2 separate regions of the Rattus norvegicus genome follow, and region 1 is linked to region 2. A link is a contact called in public Hi-C data. All regions are on one chromosome and are shown on one strand. The core of a region is the stretch at or near the end of the contact, and the rest is flanking DNA. Distances in the headings are between cores, read along the strand shown. Region 1 overlaps Cyp4f39 (cytochrome P450, family 4, subfamily f, polypeptide 39). Region 2 holds the start of Akap8l (A-kinase anchoring protein 8 like).

Region 1 (5,632 bases), core at 2,025-4,524, 130 kb after region 2:
AATGAGGGAAGGGCGTGGGCTTCCTGGGAGGGCTTCAACAGGGATAGGCTTCTAGTCTTGGTTTTCTGGGTCCAGGGGATGGGCTTTTGATCAGCAAAGGGAACAAATGGAGCCGGCACCGCCGTCTGCTCACGCCTGCCTTCCACTTTGACATCCTGAAGCCCTACATGAAGATTTTCAACCAGAGCGTGAACATCATGCACGTGAGTCCTAAGACTGAGTCTCGGGAAGGGGTTGGCCTCATCTTGTGAGGCGGGCGAATGGAGCTGGAGGCGGGGCGTCCCTTACTACATATGAACTGGGTTGGCGCTGGGGATCCTGCTTGGCTCCTGTCTGAGCAGCTGGGGTTTGTGCTTTTCATGCCTGGTTGCCATGTCTCCCTTACAGGCTAAATGGCGGCGGCATCTGGCAGAGGGCTCGGTGACCTCCTTTGACATGTTCGAGCACGTCAGCCTCATGACCCTGGACAGCCTTCAGAAATGTGTGTTCAGTTACAGTAGTGACTGCCAGGAGTAAGTTTGGCCCCCAGGGTGGGTGGGAATGGGAGGAGGGGGGGGGTTGGTCTCTATTGTGCTGCAAGTTAGGACCCATGCGCCCTCAGAAAGACACCTTCGTTTCTTTCTATTTCTTTCTGGGTGGCCCCCAAGGTGACATCACCTCTCTCAGCTTCAGTTCTCTTATTAAAAGGATTAAATGAGATTTGGGCTGGTCCATGCCTAGGATCTCTAACTCAGCCATTTGAGAGGTTGAGGTGAGAGGATGCCGAATTTGAGTTAAGCCTGGACAACGTACTGAAAGCCAGTCTCAAAAAACCCCAGACATCATGGTGGCACATGATCTCAGTGCTCTGGAGTCAGAGGTGGGTGGACTGCTTTAAGTCAAGGCTAGCTCGCGCTATCCTGGGTCATCTTGGAAGAACTTACCTAAAAATCAAGCAAGCAAGCAAACAATAAACAACAGACAAACAAACAGAAATTAAAACAAAGAACATATAAATGCATAATTAAGTAAGCAAACCAATGTCGGTGTCTCGGCACTTAACACTCAGGAGACACTCTCTCCCCATTTCTCCACAGACAGGGTATAGCCTAGAGATGTCCAACTCTTCCTTTCATTTCGTAGTTCTCCTTTCTCTTCTCCCTCCTCCTCTCCTTATCCCTTTTCTTCCCTCTTATCCCCTCCTCCTCCTCTTCTTTTCTTCCTGTATTGTTATTTTTCTTCTTTTTCTTGATGTATTGTTATTTTTCTTCTTTTTCTTCCTGTATTGTTATTTTTCTTCTTTTTCTTGATGTATTGTTATTTTTCTTCTTTTTCTTCCTGTATTGTTATTTCATCTTTATCCCCCTTTCTTCTTCCTTATCCCACTTCCTTTCCTTCCTTAAAAAAATATATACATATGAAAATTTTACTTTGTCTTTAAATCTTACGCCTATGTCTGTGCATAGGTACGTGCATATGCGTGCAGGCGCCTATAGAACCTAGAGGTGTCAGGCAATCTGGAGCTGCAGTTACAGGCAGCTGCGAGAGGTCCAGCATGGCTCTGGCAATCAAACCCGAATCCTCTGGGAGAGCAGCGTGTGCTCTTAAGGCCTGGGTCACGCCTCCGTCCTACCTTCCTGGTTTCTGACACAGACTTTCATACGGTACCCAGGGTGGCCCCCGAGCCCTCTGCTTCCACCTCCTGCGTGTTGGGATTACAGGACGGAGCCACAACCTCCAGTCCTTTGTAAGGCAAAGGTGAAAATATCTGACTCTGAGAGACGCTCTAGGGATAAAATGATTTGACAGTTTCCCTGGCGTATGAAAAGCGTTCAGTGAGTATTTGTTGACTGAACTAGTAAAATAACATTACTCAGTTCATGCCTCAATATTCGTTATGGGGCAGGTCTGAAGCAGCGTCTCTCAGGTAGAACATCCTCTACTCCATTTCTGGTCTTGTGAAATAAAATAAAATAAAATAAAATAAAATAAGATAAAATAAAGCAGGTATGGGGCTGAGGTTACAAGCACATAGTGCCTTGCGGAGGACTAGAATTTGGTCCTAAGCATTCGTGACGGGCAGTTGAAAGCCACCTGTACTTCCACATCCGGGGGATCTGGTGCACTCTTCTGGCCTTGCAGGGCACCTGCCTGCACACACTCAGGAGCCCCTGTCCCTGGGGTTAATAATAAAGGCATGGCGGAGAGGTGTCTAAGTGAGTAGGAGCACTTGATGCTATTACAGAGGATCCGGCTTTGATCTTTAGCATCCACCTGGCAATTCACCACCGTCTGTAACTCTAGTTCCAGGGATCCGACATCTGCTCCTGGCTTCTGAGGGTACCAGGGACACATGTGGTGCATGTGTGTGCAAGCAAAGCACTTGGACACATAAAATAAATATAAGAATAAAATAATGAGAAGACAAAAAGCATTTAAATAAAGTAAGCCGTGTGTGGTGGTGTAATTCAAGTACTCAAGTGACTAAAGGCAGGAAAATCAGAAATTCAAGGTCATTCTTGGCTACATAGTGAGTTTGAGTTCGTCCCGGGCAACATAAGACTCCACTTAAAAAAAAAGAAAGAAAGAGAGAGAGAGAAAGAGAGAAAGAAAGGCTGCTGATATAGCTCAGTTGGTAAAGTGCTTGCCTTGAATAATACACAAAACTTTATATTCCATCTCTAGCACCATGCACACACGCACGCACGCACGCACTCACGCGCAGAGAGAGAGAGAGAGAGAGAGAGAGAGAGAGAGAGAGAGAGAATAGATTTAAAAAACTATATATGGGTCAGAGATGGCCCAGCTATTAAGAACACTTGCTGCCCTTAGAGAGCTCAGTGTCCAGTTCCAGACACCCACATGGCGGCTCGCAATCATCTGTAACTCCAGCCCCAGAGGATCAGACTTCCTTTTGTCTCTTCAGACGCTGCACACAGCTGGTGCACAGACATACGCTCTGGCAAACATGCATACTCATAACAGAAAAAAAAAGGTTAATATAAGATCTCTGTTTGTCGTTATGCAACGGACCCTGGGCCCCACGTGTGTCTCTGGGCCGTACAAGTGGCTCACAGCCCTTCTCTCTGCAGGAAATTGAGCGATTACATCTCCTCCATTATTGAACTGAGCGCTCTGGTGGTGCGGCGCCAATACCGCTTGCATCACTATCTGGATTTCATCTACTACCTCACTGCCGACGGGCGGCGCTTCCGCCAGGCCTGCGACACGGTGCACAACTTCACTACTGAAGTCATACAGCAGCGGCGGCGGGCGCTGCGCGAGCTGGGTGCCGAGGCATGGCTGAAGGCCAAGCAGGGCAAGACCTTGGACTTCATAGACGTGCTGCTGCTGGCCAAGGTGAGAATTGGTGGAAGCGGACTCCTGCCCCTAGAGGCCGGCTGGGAATTGCACTGAGTGCTCAAAGTTGTGGGGGGTTACAGCAAGGGGTCCGTAGCTCATAAATGTGGGAAGGCTCATTCAGCTATCACAACAGAGTACTTCAGTCCTTTGAATTTAGTGAGCCCCATTATGGTCTAGCGTGTGGTTTTTCCTGTGGAATATCCCTGTATACTTAAGAAAGCCGACTGCAAGTCCAACTGGTGTCAAAACAATTAAGCTCTGTACTGGAGACTGCACAGCGTCTTTCTTTTAAAACAAAGATTTTTAATTACGGTGGTTGGCCAAGCATGTAGTACCTGCCTTTACTCCTAATACTCAAAAGGCAGAGGCAGGCAGAGTCCTGTGAGTTAGAGGCCAGGGGAGTCTATATAGCAAGATCCAGGACAGCCTGATCTCGATATCTCTCTCTCTCTCTCTCTCTCTCTCTCTCTCTCTCTCTCTCTCTCTCTCTCTCTCTCTCTCTCTCTCTCTCCCTCCCTCCCTCCCTCCCTCCCTCCCTCCCTCTCTCCCTCCCCCTCCCTACCCCTTCCCCTCTCTTCCCTTCCTTCTCCCCTCCTCTCCTACTCCCCCTCTGTGTGTGTGGTGTGTGTGTGTGTGTGTGTGTGTGTGTGTGTGTGTGTGTGTGTGTGTGTTTCTCTCTGTTTATGGGGTGTACATGCCTGCTACAGAGCCCCTGTGGAGGTCAGAATACAACTCTTGGGAATTGGTTTTCTCCTTCAACCACGTGGGTCTGGTCCTAGGGATCAAACTCAGGTCCACCTGGCTTGGTGTCAAAGTGCCATCTTGCCAGCTCAACCTACTTATCCCCACCCCCTTCCTTTTCTTCTCCAGTTCTCAGGTTGGCCTCAATCCTCCTTCTCAGCCTCCTGGATGGTGAGATTACATGTCTGCCACCATGCCCAGCTAGTCTGTTTCCTACTCATGGATTAAAGTATACAAGAATATGTGTGTAGGTTCTGTGCAGATACTCTTGTTTTTAACTACGTGTCTATTGGTGGGTATGTGTATACAAGTGCCAATGCCCATGGCGGCCAGAAGAGGGCAGTAGATACCCGGAGTTACACATAGTTGGAAGCCAGTCCACACGGGTGCTAGGAAGTGAATGAGGATCCGTTAGAAGAGCAGTTCTTGTAACCACCGAGCAAACTTCCAGCCCCAATGCTCTTATTTTTGTTGTCACTGGAGTTCTGAGACTGAAAGCTAGGGCATAAAGAGTACAAGGCAAGTGCACTATCATTCAACTCACTCTTCTGTGGATTTATGTGTATGGTATGTATATACGTGTGTGTGCGTGTGGGTGTCGATACAGACACATCTGGATTTGGCAGCCAGAGCAGAAAGTTTGGTGTCTTCCTCTTTTACTCTCTGACTTACCACCTTGAGACAGAGTCTCTCACAGGACTGGAGTCTTGACATTTTATCTAGTTTGGTTGTTCAGCCAAAAATAGAGATCTGTGTGACTCTGTCCCTAGTGTACCCCAAACATGACTGACTTCCTTCCTTCCTTCCTTCCTTCCTTCCTTCCTTCCTTCCTTCCTTCCTCCCTCCCTCCCTCTCTCCATTTCCTCCCTCCCTCCCCTCCCTCCCTTCCCTCCCTCCCTCTTTTTCCTCCCTCCCTTTCTTCCCTCCCTCCTTCCTCCCCTCCCTCCCTCCCTTCCTTTCCTTTCTTCTTTTTTCACATGGGTGTTGGAGATCTAAACTCGAGTCTTCATATTTGTACTGCAAGTGCTCTTACCCTCAGAACCCTCCCTCCAGCCCCTTGTTTTTACATTTATTTTAAATATGTGTACACGTTTGTGTCTGAGTACCAGTGCCCTTAGCCCAGAAGGAGTTCAGACTCCTTGGAGCTGGAGTTACAGGCCGTTGTAAGCTACCTGATGTGGGCACTGAGAACCAAATCCAGAGCAGGAGCAGTGAGCTCTTCGCTGTCTTTCCAGCCTCCCTTGTCTGTTGCTTTATTTTTATTTTTTATTTATTTTTGAGGCAGTGTCTCATCTTGCCAATCCTAATCTCAAAATCCGTGTGTAGCTGAGGATGACTGAATTTCTGACCTCCTGCCTCCATCTTCCTAGTGCTGGTATCACAGGGGTATGACCCCCACATTCAGCTTCTTGTGTGGAATTTTTGATATAGCTCTCGATTCCAGCCATGGCTCTGCCACTTACAGGGTATTTGATGGCGATGGCAGCACCTGTCTCTTGTATCTTGGTGCTGGTAAGACCTGATGACAAAGTTGTTGGCTATCTTGCAG
Region 2 (6,226 bases), core at 3,394-5,893:
GGTTGGGGATTTAGCTCAGTGGTAGAGCGCTTACCTAGGAAGTGCAAGGCCCTGGGTTCGGTCCCCAGCTCCGGAAAAAAAAGAACCAAAGGAAAAAAAAAAAAGAAAGCAGATTTGCTGGGCTGGGGATTTAGCTCAGTGGTAGAGCGCTTGCCTAGCAAGTGCAAGGCCCTGGGTTCGGTCCCCAGCTCCGGAAAAAAAAAAAAAAAAAAAAGGAAAAAAAAAGATATCCGATGCCCTCTTCTGGTGTGTCTGAGGACAGCTACAGTGAACTTACATATAATAAATGAATAAACCTTTAAAAAATTTTATTTATTTTATATATGGGTGTTTGGCCTACACACCAGAAGTGTGCTGGTACCTGTGGAAGCCAGAAAGCATTGAATCCCTTGGGACCAGAGCTATACATAATTGTGACTTGTCATATGGGTGCTAGGAATGAACCCAGGTCCTTGGCAAGAGTAACCAGTGCTCTTAACCACTGAGCCATCTCTAGCTAAGGCCTCAACTTGTTTTTTGTTTTAAAGACAAGACCTCTGTATGTGCTGTGAGCTGATCTTGAGCTAGATTACTCTCTCCTCAGGCTCCAGAGTGCTGGGAATAAAGACAGGACGACCACACCTGGCATCAAATCTAAACCTTTCCAGCTTGAGGATACAAAGGAATATTCCGCACTGGACCTGACCCTCCTAATGTGACAGGTTGCGATCCAAATGCAAATAAACAAAATCACATAATTATTTTATATAAATGACCATCAGGCAACTGGGCATGGTAGTACACACATGTGATCCCAGCACTCAGGAGGCTATGTGTACAGGGTGCAATGAAATGTAAATGATTTCCTGTCTAGTCTTGGGTCTGACCCAAGACATCACTAGAGAGTCCAAAATACAAAATATCTCAAAGTCCTTTTGGTCTGAAGCATTTAGATAAGGGACACTCACTCTGCAGTGGTCACTATAAAGCCAGACAGAGTACACCTCTACTCTTATACTCTGGGAAGGCAGAAGCAGGACTATGAGTTTTAGGAATGCCTAGCTTACATAGGGAGGCCTCGTCTAACATATGTATCCTGTCCATCTTTTCACACTGCTGAAATGATTAAAAACACTAGTCCCATGACTCAAAAAGTAATTTGGGACAGCATTTCCAACAAAAATAACAGTTACAACAGAAACTTATATCAGATACCATGCGTGTGGGTGCGCGGACTTCCAGACAGCTGTTCGGTGAAGGTTTGCAGCCTACATACCAGCGCTCATGAGACCGAGGCAAGTACTGCCTTGAGTTCAAGGCGCTGAAACAGAGTGAGACTCCTCCCCACCCCCCAACACACACAAAACCATAGCAACAACAGTCAACACTGAACACTGAGTAAATGCTTCCCTGCTGGATGCTTTAGCTGAATATCTCACTTCATCCTCATCGAGGCCAGTGTGGCAAGACCCTATTTAAAGTTCTTTAAAAGTCAATACGCCAGTCCAAAAGCATTCTATACATCAAGGACTCTCAGAACTGGGGATGAGGCTGGATAGCTCATAGCACTTCATAAGCAGAGCAAGTGCCCTCTGCAAATGTGAACGATTTTACATTAAGGCCAAAGGAACCTGAAGAATGGATACTGTTTATGAATGTGGTGCAAAATTAATATGGTTTTTGCTTCTGTGGTCCTTGAGCTGACCTCAGGGCCCCTGGCAAGCTAAGCCAACACTACATCACTAAGCTGGACTCTAGTCCCTAGTGTATTTAGTTACAGAGTGGCACCCTGACCCCAGGTGAAGAGACCATACTTCTTCAGAGTAGAATTCCAAACACATCCAGTACCAGGGCTCCAAAAAAGAAAGCTGTGGACTCAACTTCCGCTTTACTTCCCAATGGAAGGGTCAGATCCTAGGTCTTGGGGAAGGAGAAAACACAAATACAAAGACTGAGTCTTTTCTATCCTTCCTAAAGAGGTTGTGTTCAATTAGATCTTTCCCACTTCTGGGGGTCCAGGACCTTCCCAAGAGGCTTATAGTTCAAGTACTGATGATTTAATAACTGTCTATAAAAATCACTGAGGTGGGGGCGGGGCACAACTGGAGAGATGGTTCAGTGGTTAAGAGTATTGTTCTTCTAGAGGACCAGGATCTAATCCCAGAGCCCATGGGGGTGACTCAGAATCATCTCTAACTCCAGTTTTAGAGAGTTATAGGCACTCGCATGCAGTACACAGACATACACACTCAGGCAAAATTCATATGAGCAAAAATAATTTATTTTTACAAACAAACAAACACTGAAGGGCTGGACAGATGCTGCTCAATCATGAGGACGAGAGTCAGATGCTAGAAGTCATGTCAGGCAGTTCACTCACAATCATCTGTTTTTTAACTCCAGTTCCAAGGGACCCATGTTCTCTTCTGGCCCCCAGGGGCACCTTCGTACAAGGCTGACACACTCACACAAACACATTCACGTAGATGCATAGAGATATATGTAAATAAAATAAAATGTTAAATAGAACAATAAACCCACTGAAAGCAAGGCCGGGCAAAGCTCTCAGCCAGTAAAGTGCTTATTACACAAGCATAAAGACCTTAGTATCATCCCCAGACTCACAGAAAGAACTAGAAAAGACAACATAATCCTTGGCCTTGCTGACCAACCAGTTTAGTGTAATTGGCAAGTTCCAGGTTAATGGCACCCTGCATAAAAGAAGACAAGATAGATGGTACTAGAAAAATGACACCAAAGTTGACCTTTAAGGGGAAAGAACCATATTATAAAGTTACTGCTGGTTCTTTTAGTCTAACAAGATGAAAGGAAAACTAATCATTATCTCATTAGCTTGGCTACTTCAGTGCCCACAATACTCAGAATTTAAAACCTACAAGACCTGAAGCTGAAATTCGAGCTTAGCCATTAGCGAGCTAATTCAGTTTCCTCATCTGTAAAAATAAATGTGTCACTATCAAGCTATCCCATAATATAATCATTCACTCTCTTGTTCTTCAATAACCCTGTTCCTAACTGCAGAGCTGTTTTTACTTCTTGGTCACACCTGGTGAAGAGAGCTACATTTTAATTCTAGAGGCATCAAGCAGGAGTTCTACTTAGTAACTTTCTTTTCCAACTGACATTGCTGCAAACCCTTTAACAATCCTACTGAGACTTCAGATGTTTGACATCAAAAACTGTGGCGGAAGCTTTGCACTTCAGGCTGCAGAGTTGCAGCCCTACCCTTTATCCACTAGATGTCAGTAGCACTGCACACCGCCCCCACCCCCACATACCCACACTTTAGATAAGACAAAACAGGACTCCAGATAGTGCCAAATGTACCCCTGGAAGGTGCGAGGCAGGCGACATCACCCTGATTGAGAACCACTGGCCTAGGGGATGGTTGTTAGAAAACCCAAGGTTCTTGGCAAGCATTTGACCCAGGGGGCTTAGAAGGACTGGCTTGAGGCTCAGGTTCCGTTGAAAGTCTTAAACATTCCAAACAGAATGTGGGTTACCCAGCAACCACTTAAGTTCAAGCCTGAAATACCTCCAGTAAAGTGGGAGGCACTGCCGATAAGTTTCATTGGGCACTGCCAAGGCAAAACCAGGCATCCTTGGCAACTCACTCAAGAATGATTTTACAGTCACTCAAGCATATTCCGCACCCCCTCACCATGCTCGTCACCCACCTTCCTCTTTGCTCAAATATCACTGATCTAAGTAGGTAGGAGGTTCCAGCCCAGGATGTTTTACAGCAAGAGCTATCTTTACTCTCTCCTATATTGCGTACTTCTCTTCTTAAAACACCCTTCCCCAAGGCTTCAAAGCTCTCCATGGCTGAATTCCTTCAGGATACCCAAGGTCCAAAATACAATATACATTAATTTACTGGCCTACTAAGGTCTGTCCTCTCCTATAAGCTGCTTAAGAAATTCTTGTCAGCATTCATAGTGCCTATTCAGCACTGTAAGTTGAGTGAATTAGTGAAAACAGTCATTCTTCACTAAGGTTCAAACTCGGTCCCTAAAGCTCCCTGCAACGGTTCAGAGCCTTCGTATATGTTTACTGATTCCACAGCTCCCTGGGGGAGTGAGGTGGGGAGACTGGCGCTTTTGCGGAGTACCATGAGTAAGGATCTGCGACGTTTTGCACCGAAACTGCTCAGGGGAGGAGGCAATGGCGACAGCAGCCGACCGAAAGCACTGATCTCAGAAACTCAGGCCTGAGAAGCGACGTCTTAGACGTGGATGTCCGTGGGGCACTAGCCAGGGACGGACGGAGGTGGTGGAAGCCTGGACCTAACGTTGAGGCCCGGGAACTACGGTCACAGAAGACACAAGCAAGGCCTTGAGCAGCCAGGAGAGACCAAGATGCCCGGCTGAGGTCACTGAGAGCCGAAGCTTGAGGGATGCGACCCCGAAGTGAAGAGCCTAGGACGCCATTTTGTGACCACAGAGGGCAATGACCACGACACCACGGGAGGCGTGGGCGATCCTGACAAGACTCAGTCCGTCTTGTCACCCCGGCCTGGAGCGCGCCCTTCACCCTGTTGGGCCTACCTGTGTAGCTCATGGCCGCAGAGAACACCCGAGCCTTGGACACAGACCGCTACTCTGCGCGTCTGACGCCACAACAATCCCTGGGGTCCTTCCACACACGCCCCAGCCCCGCCTCCTTACCTCATTGGCTTGTGCAAACCTCGGACTTCACGCCTATTGGTTTAACTACCTGTCTATTTCCACACCTCTTCGCGACAGTGGTTAGAGATACTGCCAACCCCCGATGACCCCGCCTTACCCTCCTCCTCCTGTTAACAAAAGCCTGCGCCGATAGGCCAAGAGGAGAGAGAGTTCGAAGGGGCGGAGCTGGGTGCAACCCAGAGGTCTGAGCCTACGCGTGGCGGTCTCCCGGTGTCGGCGTGCTGGTCACTTGCGGGCAGGAGCAGAGGCGACCGACCGTCTTACGCCCCGCCACTGAAACGCTAGTCATACCCATTTATGTATTCCTTTGGGCTTCGGCTCCAAAACGAGAACGGTAAAGCCACGTTGAAATGAGAAAATTAGTATCTAACTGCTAAATAAGGTCCTGACAAACATTATGTGAGATAACATTAAAACAAATGAGGCAGGCCATGTGTAGTAGCTGACTTCTGTAACCCCAGAATACAGGAGCCTGAGGCAGAATGTCCTATATGCTATATGAATTCTAAGCCACTCTGGGCTTCAGTGAGTCCCTGTCTCAAGGAGGGGAAAAAGAATCGGGGCCAGTTTCACAAGTAAATATTTTCTTATTAATCATTACATAACAATTAATAGTACTTGTAAGGGTTGAGGATATAGTTTGGTGGAAAATCATTTTATAATAGTATGTACAGAAGGCCTTGTGTGAGCTCTCCCAACACTGCAAGATAAAAATGCATTTTTAAATAAACAAAACCAGGCCTTGGTGGCTTGTACCTGTAATCTCAGCACCTGGGCTCTGAGTCTGGAAGAACACTGAGTATAAAACCTCATCTCAAAATACATAGTTGGGCTTGGTGGCACACGCCTTTAATCCCAGCACTAGTAAGAAAGCAGATCTTTGTGAGTGTGTTTACATGGTAAATTTGTGGATAGCCAGGGAGGGTTACTTTGGTCTCAAAAAAAATTTTTTTAAGATTTATTTTTTCCTTTTTTTTTTTTTTTTTTTTTCGGAGCTGGGGATCGAACCCAGAGCCTTGTGCTTGCTAGGCAAGCGCTCTACCACTGAGCTAAATCTCCAACCCCAAGATTTATTTTTATTGTATATGTATTAGTGTTTTGCTTGAATGTATGTCTGTGTGAGGATGTCAGATCACTTGAACTGTAGTTTCAGATAATTGTGAACTGCCATGTAGGTGCTGGGAATTGAGCCTGGGTCCTCTAGAAAAGCAGCTAGTGCTCTTAACCACGGAGCCATCTCTCCTACCCCTCAAAAACTGCTTTGTAAATAAATGTTTATGTGTATGGTATTTGTTATATATTTGTGTATTGCTTGTTATACACAGGCAATACATCTAAACGTCCCATGTATTATTGCAAATGCTTCACACATGAGAACCTGTGTTCTACGCTCAGCTCCACAAAATGAAAATTGCAACCTAGTACCAGCCTTGTTCTAAGCACCATGCCTGGCTCCTGGCTGTATAGAAAGTCACCATGGGAGAGATATCCTTGGAGGGACAATGTAAATAAAACATTCGAGAAACTGCATCAACCTC

What was found. Hi-C and Micro-C count contacts between places; a contact is called where the count stands out from the background.
Region 1: a contact with region 2 is called in a Hi-C map of kidney, with 4 times the contacts expected there. The contact joins the enhancer-like site here to the promoter of Akap8l in region 2. A contact is called at or near these places in 12 of 12 Hi-C or Micro-C datasets (the A7r5 cell line, the Rat2 cell line, Schwann cells and 7 more) and 1 of 1 datasets of contacts at active chromatin or transcription factors (oligodendrocytes).

Annotation. Positions count from the first base shown.
Region 1 is chr7:12,140,552-12,146,183 of GRCr8, forward strand. Cyp4f39 (cytochrome P450, family 4, subfamily f, polypeptide 39) reads left to right here. Exons shown (of 14, transcript NM_001399679.1): 6 at 76-203; 7 at 388-512; 8 at 3,072-3,339. Among named protein-coding and RNA genes, the nearest start is that of Cyp4f17, 27 kb to the right of the region's middle. Within about 2 kb of position 3,275, at least 13 of the 93 cell types and tissues checked have an H3K27ac peak or open chromatin away from gene starts, as enhancers often do. A contact at or near this core is called in hepatocytes, kidney and liver, where this site is marked.
Region 2 is chr7:12,008,168-12,014,393 of GRCr8, forward strand. It overlaps Akap8l (A-kinase anchoring protein 8 like), which reads right to left and starts at 4,644. Exons shown (of 14, transcript NM_001013946.1): 1 at 4,548-4,644. The coding sequence starts at 4,560. LOC134479821 (a long non-coding RNA gene) reads left to right here and starts at 4,744. Exons shown (of 2, transcript XR_010053572.1): 1 at 4,744-5,022; 2 at 6,014-6,218.